2 separate regions of the Rattus norvegicus genome follow, and region 2 is linked to region 1. The links are chromatin contacts, called in public Hi-C maps. All regions are on one chromosome and are shown on one strand. Each heading gives the region's core, a stretch centred on a gene start, on an enhancer-like site or on the middle of the called end of the contact. The rest is flanking DNA. Distances are from core to core; before and after follow the strand shown. Region 1 overlaps Rad51b (RAD51 paralog B). Region 2 has its middle 21 kb from the start of Rpl36l6.

Region 1 (5,552 bases), core at 2,272-4,771:
TCCTGAGAATGATTAACCTGCATTGGCTGCCCTCCCTCGTAGCTTGCCCTAACTTTATTGTATCTGTTTACTCACTCCTGAGCCAGATCTCCAACCACTCTTACTATTGAGCCCAGGGACACCTGGGTCACAAGAAGTTAGACCTTTGTTTTAGTCTGAAGGGGAGCTCCAGGCACTTTTCTGTTCTTTTTATTTACTATTTATTTATTCCTTTATTTTTGAGCCAGGATCTTATTACATAGCTCAGGCAGGCCTCAGTTCATTGCTCTGTAATCCATGCTGGTCTTGAACTGTCTTCCCTCGGCCTCCTAAGTGCTAGGATAAGAGGCATGTGCCATCACACCCAGCTTTGAACTTTTCAAAGGTATTTTTAAGTTCACTGCTTGCAAAATCCCAGTCAACAAAAGATCATTATTTTAAATTTAGCATACAAGGACGTCAAACTTAGGGAAGTTTTCCATGCCAGAAACTCCACAGCAGATTTTTATCTAAGTGTCTAATTCAGAGAAGGATAGTGTTAGTTTTTATTTGTAGGGTAAACTGGGGATGGCTGGAGCCATTTGTTTTATATATATATAAATATAAAATCTTTGCCACTGAAGGCTCTGTGACAATGAACTAGAATTACACTGTTGTACTCCACACAAAGATGACTGTCACCTTGTTATTCAGCCTCTGGGAGCTTCTGACTTTAGAACCCAAGACTTATTTCCCCCTATACTTGTGTCTATAAGTATAGTGACACCTAACTGGGACTTGACCTTATGCTGAAGATTTTGCCTAGAGAATCCTAATCAGTATTTCAGAGATGACAAGATCAGGGTGATTACTCATTGGATTTAGATTCTTAGAGCTAAGTAGCTTCTGTAGGATGAGAGTCACATGAAAAATAAGTACTTTTGTCTAGTGCTGATCCGCAGGCGTAAGCAGTGTTTGCTCTTCAGTAGAAGAGACTCGGAAAGGACTCAGCTTCCTCCTCAAATGGAAGGGCAGTAACAGAAAACAAGATGCTATTCACATTTGCTGGCTTCTCTCCTCAAGCAATAGACTGCACAGATTAAATATTTACTCAAGGGAAAGCATAGCGTTGGAGGAGCAAAGCCTTCAAATGTCAAAAATACACAAATCACTCCTACAGATGTCTTTATATTGACATCTGTGGCCACAGATTGGTCAGTGAGGGGGAACTCATAGTCGCCCAAACCTCAGGCACTGGAAACGTGTTCTGCAGAGCCTCTTTGTAATTATGCCATTGGCTGGCCCCAGTCTCAGATTATCCCAGCATGGACTCTCTAGTTTCATATCGACTGTGTCTATTATTAGTGGCTACCTACTAATTCCTGCTTTTCCCATCTTCCCAGTGACCTTCCTGTTGCCATTTACTTTTATTTTGTATATTCTACTTTTACTCTGCATGTCTAGAGTGTGATGGAAGTGAGGGAGCATTGTACTGCCTGGTGGATTTCGGAGTCCATTCTGAGTGATGTATAAAAGTAGTTGTAAGAATAGTGGGAAAGCAAACAATATCATTCTTACGAAGATAAGGACATGTTCTTCATAGACCTCAGTGTCACCAGACTAATATAAGAGCAGCTTAGGTGTAGTGTTGAAATAACTTTAATGAGCATTATTTTAAAACGGGATGGCCATAGTATAAGTTATACTGAACAATGCTGGAGTGAAGCCAACAGCATGTGGACAGGACTATCCATCGGGGCAAGATTAGTAACTAAAATGCTCTTCTCCTGATATGCACATGACTAGTTCCCTCACCCACTTCAAGTTTCTGCTCAAATGTTACCTTCTCCAGTGAAGCCTGAAAACCTATTCTGATCCACCTATTTAAACTCGGAATAAGTTGAAAGAACTAATTGAAACCTCATGCTGACTAATCCTCTTTGCAAGGCCCTGAGCTGCATTACACAAGAATATTTAACATTATAGCTGGTGAACTCGGGTGATACAATCCTCATAGAAGTTTTTAGCTTTATTCTCCTTTGAAATAATAGTATTAAGTTTATATAAATATTAATGTTTATCCATGAGAAAGGAACAGAATGTTCTCTCTCTTTCTGGCTATACTTTGAATCCTAGAGATCAGCCTTTCCCAGAAAGATTAAATTTTAAATGAAATAAGGCTTAAATAAGTTGGTTCAGTTGAAATACTGACCTTTAAATATATAGATCTACTACATTCTTCCCTATGTTTTTGTTTTTGTTTTGCTTTTCAACCTCGAGTGTATAATGCCAAATTCTCCTTTTCATCTTTGTTGTTAAGAAGAGAGAAAGAATTCAAGGTTCATTTTCTTGACCCATAAAGTCAGAGAGTGGGTGTGTTCATAGCAAAAAACGGAGCACACCACAGAGATCCAGTATTTGAGTTTCACCAGCCGGGCAGAGTAATTTAGGTATTGAATGTGTCAGGAGGATCATTTCCATCTTACTCATTGTTGGCATGGCTTATGACGAGTTAGCGGGTGCACCTGTCCATGGCCATCCCACCTGCTTTGGGGATGAGTTCACAATGTGACCCAAGTATAGCTGGCTGAGGTCAGCCTTTAGACTGGGGAGGATGACTAAGGTTTTATATTGTATACGTAAGCTTTGCTTACACACTCCAGGACCTTCCTTTCCCACTGAGTGATAGACATGCAGCTGAGGGCACCAGGATCCCAGTACTTTAGGTTCTTCTGTGGTTCCCCAGCCAAATTCAAATTCTAGGACGATGTTGTCTGTTTACATTTTAGGTGGCAGACTTAAGACATACTCAGGATCACCAATGCCTACTATTTCCAGAATACTGGAAGGAAATATGTACCTAATTTGACCTGGGTTTAGCCCCGTCTACTGCCTTTGTTTATGGGTTCCTTTCTGGGCCTATACTTTCCCATTTGTAAAACCCAAGTGTCCAAGTGAGTGGCTGTAGGACTTTTCAGATATTCACTTTCTAGATGAATTATGATAGGATTTGTAATATCTATTGTTGAGACGTTGCCAATTTCTCCTCTAGCTCTTCTACTGTGGTCAGCGACAATAAAGCTTATTTAGCCCTTTGTTAGTGAATTACTAGAGTTCTGAGGCAGTGGGCTGATCTCCCACTGTGCCTGGCCTCCATGCAGATCCACTGTTCCCATGTCTGGACTCTGACTGTGGGCAGACTTCCTAATCTATCTAATCCTGAGACCCCTAGGAGGTAAGGTGGAGGCTTACTCTATCAGGCCTGTGTCTTAGAAAACACACCACGTATACTCTTCTGGGGCTGTGGAAAGTAAACTGAGCTGTACAGCAGCAGGTAGAACTGGAATTCACGTCCTGATTTAGCCAATTCTAAAACATCAGTCTTAGTCAATATTATTGTCAAAGAATTGGCTTTCAAATCCTTGTCATTTCTGGAAATCAGATAATAAACCTTGTGCTGTGATGGTGAACCAAGAGGCTAAGATTTCCGCCTGAGCTGTGCTGGTGACCTCACCTCTGGCAGCAGCAGTCACCATCATGCGATCTCTCCACGAGGCAGGAGGAGGAGCACAGTGGCTGTCACTTAAGGCTGAGTAAACATTAGGCACTAAAACTTACCAGCACCTATGGTAGTCCTGACCACCAGAGAGGGTGGAGCTCACATGGATTTATGATGTTAGTATTTCACTGTGAAAAGTCCTCAAGTAAAGATAGGTGCTGTAAGCACAGAAAGGTAAATTCTGGACCTCAGACTTCCAGATTCCAAGAATTAGGTGTAACCGGTCATGAAACAACCAGCACTTTGAAAGGAGTCAGATGATAGCACATGGTCACCCAGGTTAACTTCCAGAGAAGGCTTCTGGATTGTTTCAGGTCACAGAAAGACTATCTATTTCAACGGTCCAGGACATATTAATTAGCTATCTATGGCAAGACTGAGTTCTGGGGTTTTTTTTCCCCTATGATATCTGTTTTAAATCACTCTGTTTGTAATATTGTCATCAAGTTTGTCATCCTCAATTGAGACACATCACTAAGTGAGCAAAGGAGGTCCCCTGGCCAGAGTATAAGTACCAGAATGGCAAGCCAAGAGCCGTAACACAGAGGATTAAGATTTGTTTCTGTAAAAGGTTGTTGTTGTTGTTTTCAAACTAGGATGCTACCAAATGTTCAATGCCACATTGAATTTCAGGCGTAAACAGCAGGAAATGCTGTTTACAAATACACTCAATGGTGTTTTCCCTTTAAGCTTAAGAAAGGAGATTTTTCTAGGTGCCAGAAAGGAGTCCATCCCATCCACAGCTGCCTCTGTCTGAACCTGTGTCACAAGTGTCTTGTGTGGGGTGTGCACACTCATACCCATGTGGCTGTGTGTGCATGTGCAGGCACGTAGATATTTTCTTCTTGTTTGGTTAGCATGATCCTTGATGCTGGTCCATAACCAGAGATTTCCTCAATGGCCTATTTTATTAAAAGAAAAAAACAAAAAACAAAAAACAAGCAAGTAGTCATATGTGGTTACCTCTTCTCTCACTAGCAACAGCCTTAGTCATGTCCATTTACAAGGAGAGCATATAGAAGATTGCTTTAATTTTGGCATCATCGCAAAGCTTCTCCAAGCCATGTAAATTGAGTAGTGCCTGAGTGAGGTGAAGAGAGAAAAGGAGAAATAGAAACAAAGGGCAAGTAAACTTTAAAATGTTAAGTTCCTGGCAGTATATATAAACAAACAAAAAACAAATAAGTAAAGTCTTACAGTCAGTCAGGTGTGATGGGAATCCCCTGTAATCCAGCACTATGGAGGCAAACATCCTAAGTATAAAGCCAGCCTGAGTTAGAAGTTTTAGGCCAGCCTGGGCAATACAGTAAAAACCCTTTTCAAAGAACCCCCCTGCAAAGGCCTTTTAATGCTTAAGTTTGTTTAAGTTGGTCTATATGGTTCAGACCTTCTAGCCTTTGACTAATCATTACGCTCTGTTTATTGATGGTCGAGCCCCTGCTGAGAGGACCAGATGTACAGGTGCTGAGAACACTGCATGCACGGTTACCTTGCCCGGCATTATTTGCATACTCAGGTGTCTTAAAGTGTTCAGTGCACCTATCCTTCACACGGCTCCAAAAGAGGCCACCCATTGAAGGAGCAGAATGGGTCACCTTAACACCATCTTCCTCATGCCCTTTCCCTGACGTTCCTACGTTTCGATGAGGACCTTGCTCCATTCTGCATGTTTGCAGTAACTACACATGTCATCTTCCTTCCAAACATCCTCCTGCCTGCCCTGAGGCTACTTAATAAACTTAAACCCTTTCCCTTTTCTGGACTTATACATAACATAGTAATTAGATGTAGCATTTTATAAGACATCTTTGCCCCTCTGGGCCCATTTATTACAATGCTAGTTTTAAATGACTGCTTCCTAGTAACTCAATTAACGGTAATTGTTTCTTGAAACCTAACAGCATAAGTCCCACCCACCCACTATGCACATTGTTCACTACGCACTAATTATGTGTGAAGCAAAGATTAATATGCTTTAGAATATTTATCGTTAGTTTGGCCCTTCCGGCCTTGCCGTGTGCTGGGCATACTTTTT
Region 2 (5,552 bases), core at 1,208-3,707, 420 kb after region 1:
ACAAGGACCACACCGTACAATCCCTGCTCCAATTGCTAAGTGGCAGAGACTTCCCGGGGATCTGTTTCCAGGCACTTGTTGGTCTCCTGAAGAACGCCTTTAAGGAATACTAAGTGTCCTTTCACCACTCCGCTGGCCGTAAGCCCCCTATCTCTGCAGATGATAGCAACTCGCCCCGCTTCCCTGTCATGCAGTGACCAGAGCAGCCTGGAGCCGATGTATTTTAGGGAAAATGTAGCCTAGAACTTGGCCACTTGACTGAACCTCCTGATAAACATGCACAGTCTCTCTAGCTACATAGCAGGGTGCTGGGTCCTAGGACCCACTCTTTTCATGTACCCCCAAATTCAGGAATGTGGGGAGTGACCTTCACCCACAGCTTCATCAAAAGGCAATGTTTGCCGACGCAAACAAGAGGTGCCAGGGTTTACACCTGTTGTGCTTCGTAAGATGAGATCATTCTAGTCACCTTTGGCTTCGACCTCTGACTCTGGCAATAGCCTATGTTTCCCCTTGACTTATATAACACCATCCCAAGCTCTTGGGCCAAGCCCTGGTTTCAGACTATCCCAGGTTGGCCGGTGAACAAGCCATTGAGACATCTGTGGTACTGGATCCTGCCAAGGAACAATTCCATTTCTGCAGTCTCACCTGCTGCCTGTTTGGTGGTGCTTGTGTGAGCCTTTGAATCTCTTCTTGCATTTTGACCTTAATTCTTTCCTAAGACTGAATGGAAATGGAAAATTGAAGTGCCGATGTTAGAGATAAGAAGGGCAGGTCTCACAGACCTAACATAATTTAAACAAAGATGGAAGTCATTAGGCGCGCCGAAAGTGGAGAATATTTAGCCCTAACTCAGATGCTCACTTGATTTAAGCCAGACAACTGTGTGTTCAATTGCGAGGGGGGGAAAGAACACACTGGGAAAGCCCACATGAAACTGTGGACATACACGTTCAAAGATCGTGTCTCAGAGGCGAGTAAAACTAGGCTTTTACTGTATTCACTCAATTCTAAGGCTGCATCGATTTAATAGAAATTTTGGGAGGCTTGGTGGAAAAGATACCAGGAGATTGTGATTCAAGAAATGCAAGGGTAATGCTGTTTTACTTCCAAGGAACAGAGTGTCCCCTTCAAACACGCATGCAGACGGCTTGCTTGCCTCCTTTGTGTTAGATGAGTGGACTTTCAGGAGAGCATTGAGTATGAGAAGATCGGGGTGCCTAGAGACACGGCCCCTGTGGGACTCAGCCCAGCTCCCTGACAAGGAACAAAGCCTCATGTTAATGTGCTGGAAGGAATGGAGCTCAGTTCAGAAGTGCAGAGACCATGAAGTTTTCACAGTCCCACGCGGCCAACAAATACACTAAGAGCCAGGTATGTAGTGTATTCCATCAAATCTCAGCACTCTGGAGACAGAGACAGGAGAATGAGAGTTTGAGGTCAGCCTGGGCTACATAAAAACACTATCCCACCGTTGGAGCAGTGGCTCAAGTTAAGAGCATTGCTGCTCTTACAAAGGACCTGGATTGTGTTCCCAGCAGTCCGTGGCAGCTTCTAGCCATCCATAACTCCAATTCCAAAGGATCCTCCTGACCTCCAAGGCACTCCTCGGGTGTACATACATACATGCAGACAAGACACTCGTAAAAATTCAAATAAAAAAAAAGAAGAAGACTATTCTGTCTCCAAAACTATTTGGGGCAGGAAAAGGGAGGAATCTCACATTTAGTGGGACCTAACAGCCATTTTGGAGTTATTAGACACTAAATCCTTGCCTTTGCTCTCTAGAAGTCAACTCATTTGTTCTGAATTCCTCCACTTTGTTACTCATGTCCTTCTTGGAAGTCCTCTTAACCACTCTAACCTCTCCGGTCCCAGCTCTTACAACAGTGCCGCTCACATCCCCTGGATGGTCCTTCACTAATCCTTTCAGAAAGTAAACGTACTGTCCCCCAGCCACAGACTTCTTGCTAAATTCCTCCTCTCCTTGGGCACAAACAACCCAGAAGTGCTCTCAGATCCAAAACGTTGCTCAGGGAGGGAGGTCGAGTGAGTATAAGGGCTACTCACCCTCCTGAGACTATGATGGGATGTCTGGGCGGCCACTCCAAAAACACTGGGGCCTGTTCATGGGATACCACATAGACGGGACACTGCTCAAAGCTGCCTCCGGTCCTAGGAACCTCTTGGGTTTGACAAGGTGAGGAACTCTTGACAAGGGAACTTAGTCCTACTGGGTATGGATGGTGCCACCGCTCAGCCCTAGCTGAGGTGTCTGGGCTCTGTTTTGTATTTCTCTGTTCTAATCCCTGCAACCTAGGCTGTAATGGTGAGAAGCAACAGTCTCAGAGGGGCCAGCTCAGAAGTCCCCTTTGGCCCCCCCTTCCTCAGTGTTATAACTCATGGGGTACTTATGCTACCACCTCCTGGTGAAACTCCTCTGGCACACAGGAGGCAATTTCTGCTCTCCAGGTCCTGTGGACTCTGAGCTCCTTGGGGCTGTGCCCAGAGTCCACTCGATAGAGAGCTGGGGTTTTGTTTTTGTTTTGTTTTGTTTTCCTGTGGGGCAAACTTCTCTGGTTAGTACACATCTGTCAGGAGATGGTTTGGCAGAGCTTCCGTACCAAGTAGGGGTGTGTGTGTGTGTGTGTGTGTGTGTGTGTGTGTGTCTGTCTGTCTGTCTGTCTGTCTGTCTGTCTGTCTGTGTCTGTCTGTCTGTCTGTGTCTGTCTGTCTGTCTGTCTGTGTCCTTTTTGTCTGATTCCCCAAACTCCAGGCAGGAAAACATGCTTTCCTCTGTGCACAGCCCCAGTTCCCCCTACCAACATTTGCATTCCCTGGGTATGAAAGGAGTCAGTAGCAGACCCCATGGAGGACAAGGCTGTAATTCAGCCAGGCCCCAGTGACATCCCAACCGTGAGAGTGCAGCTGGGGCAGCTTATGAACAGCGCTCGAGTCCCAGGGGGAAGTCAGGCCTGTTCTCCAGCCCACAAGCGCCTATTGTTCACTTTCTTGTTTTTCTCCAAATGTTTAGATGTGCTCAGAGCACAGAGAAGACTGAAACCAAGACCATTGGCCAGAGCAAGCCTGAAGCAGGGAAACCCAGGGATGGAACTCTGGGGCCCCACATTCCCTCCTCAGCTCTTTCTACTTCCCCTGCGCGTCCTGGATTAGGGGTCCGGAGGGTGGTCTCTTCCTGGCCAGAGCTGTTGGAACAGCATTAGGCTTGGGTTGGTCAGCAAGTAAAGTATGGAATCCAGCTCAGACTGGCTTGCTTGACAGCCAGGCACAACTGCCCACATTAACATGGGGCTGTCCAACCTGAGGGTTGGAAGAGTCTTATCGAGTCCTTTCTGATTCCCTAACATTGACCAAGACTGTTGAAGACAGGACATAATAATTGAGTGTCAGGCCCCTCTCTGCATCAAGATTGTAGCTCTAAGGTTTGACCTTTTGGGTTTGGCCTCAGCACTTACTGTGTATGCAGACTCGGGCGACCTCTCAGCCTCTCCCAGCCTCAGTTTCCCTTTTTGGTATATTGTGGGGACACTGAGATAAAGTAGACCCTCAGACTCTAGAGGCTACTCTTCCTGTTACCATTGGTTTCCTTGACCCAGTTTGGATGCTGCTCCTATTCTGGGAGCACTCGATTGTAAACCTAGACGTCCACGGCGAGTCAGAACGGTGGTGCAGGAGCAGCAGCACCAGAGGAATGCAGGATGGAGTGCCTTTTGACACCAGGGTATAGAGGACATACTTGAAAGTCTTCTCCCCTCCCTCTCTCCTCTGCCCCAGATCCCTTTCCTTTAGGAGTTCATATGACCTGCCCTCGCCCATGCCTGGGATTTCGAGCTTCCCTGGGTCTCCTGGTCCTAACAGACCCAAAGAAAACTCTCAACCTGGAAATGCCTCTCCCATACCATCCTGGCAGACATTACTGGTCAGAGCCATAAACAGGGATGCGGGTGGGATACTCAGTGCAGTATAGACATTGATCGCAGCGAACCTTTGGAAATGGAGAGAGATGGAGAGAGCAGACGGGAGGCCCCCACTGAGGCCAGAGAGCTGCAACAGCAAGGTCTGAGTTCTAGCCTTCCATGTCTGTGGACAGTTCACAGGCCCACGTAGGGGTTTGGAAGGCTCTGCCTTCTCCAGAGACAGCACTTTATGAGATCCCCTTCAGACTCATTAATCCTTATAGGAATAAGCCCCGGGGAGCCTCCAGTGACAGGGCCATATGGCTTTCTTATCTTCCTTATCTGCCAGCACTCACCTTCCATTTGGAATGTTTATCCCGAGATAAAGATCAGATTCCACTTAGGGTGATTGAATGAGGGCCTCCCTGCAATTTCAGATGAATGGGCGATCTGATCCAATCATAGATGAGCAGGACAAGTCTAGCTAACGGATGGGGCTCCTCCCATATCCCCACCCTCTGTTTCCCCCCACCCCCAACTTCCTCTCCCTGGAATGGCCCTTATTTCTCCCAGGATAGTCTGCTTTTGCCTGCTTTACGAGGGAGAGGGAGTTCTGGACAGCATGGCCACCGAACACAGGGCTTCACCCTGTTGTGTCTAAACCACAGTCTGATACTTTGCTGGCAGCTATTGGTTAAAAAAAAAAAAAACCACGAAGAAAGCAAGCCCCAAGGGTAAGCTAAGCACACAACCTAGTCATTTTCTACCTGCCACGGTGAGAAGAGAGAAAAAAAAAATAGGTGGAATTAGTTTTAAGAATTCATCTTCAGGATTGAAAAGATGGCTGGTGAGTGCTTGCCACCCAAGTGTAAGGACCTGAGTCTGGATTTCCCAACCCCCCCCACCTCCCCCTCCCAATCACCTTCCCCTCTCCCCCCCCCCCCCGTGAAGAAGCCACCCACACAGGGCATGGGTGGTCTATCCCAGTGCAGTGCTGTAGAGGTAGATACTGCAGGAGTGCTGGAACTCACTAGTCAGCCCATCTCGTCCATCAGTTAGCTCCGGGTTCAATTCGAGACCCTGTCTCAAACATTAACGGGAAGTCCTAGAGAGGTGGCTTGAGTAGAGAGTACTGTTCCTAGAGGGCCTGAGTTCTGCACACATGGCCTATAGCTCCAGTTCCAGAAGAGGCCAGAAGAGAGTACTGCATTCCCTTACACTGTAGTTACAACTGGTTGTGAGTACCGTATGTGGGTACTCAGGTCCTCTGGAAGAGCAGTCAGTACTCTTAAACACTGAGCCATCTCTCCAGCCCTTAAACTTTATTCTTGTTTTTACTTTAAAAATACATCATGGAGAGCAACTGAGGAAGACATCAAAGGTCAGGGTTGGGGATTTAGCTCAGTGGTAGAGCGCTTGCCTAGCAAGCGCAAGGCCCTGGGTTCGGTCTCCAGCTCCGGAAAAAAAAAAAAGACATCAAAGGTCAACCTCTGGCTTCTATATGTATGCACATATTCCCAGGCAAACTCATACACACAATAAATAAAAAAATCTTTCAAATAATATGCCTTGTAATTCGTTTTTATTTCTATCATATGTGTTTATTAGAATTAATAATTAATCATTTTATTTG

What was found. A called contact is a pair of places that touch in the nucleus more often than the background predicts.
Region 2: a contact with region 1 is called in a Hi-C map of liver, with 3 times the contacts expected there. The contact joins two enhancer-like sites. A contact is called at or near these places in 3 of 12 Hi-C or Micro-C datasets (kidney and liver).

The regions. Positions count from the first base shown.
Region 1 is chr6:104,101,545-104,107,096 of GRCr8, forward strand. The region is part of intron 7 of Rad51b (RAD51 paralog B); the gene reads left to right. Among named protein-coding and RNA genes, the nearest start is that of Rad51b, 270 kb to the left of the region's middle. Within about 2 kb of position 3,522, at least 8 of the 93 cell types and tissues checked have an H3K27ac peak or open chromatin away from gene starts, as enhancers often do. A contact at or near this core is called in liver, where this site is marked.
Region 2 is chr6:104,526,279-104,531,830 of GRCr8, forward strand. No RefSeq gene overlaps it. Among named protein-coding and RNA genes, the nearest start is that of Rpl36l6, 21 kb to the right of the region's middle. Within about 2 kb of position 2,458, at least 49 of the 93 cell types and tissues checked have an H3K27ac peak or open chromatin away from gene starts, as enhancers often do. A contact at or near this core is called in liver, where this site is marked.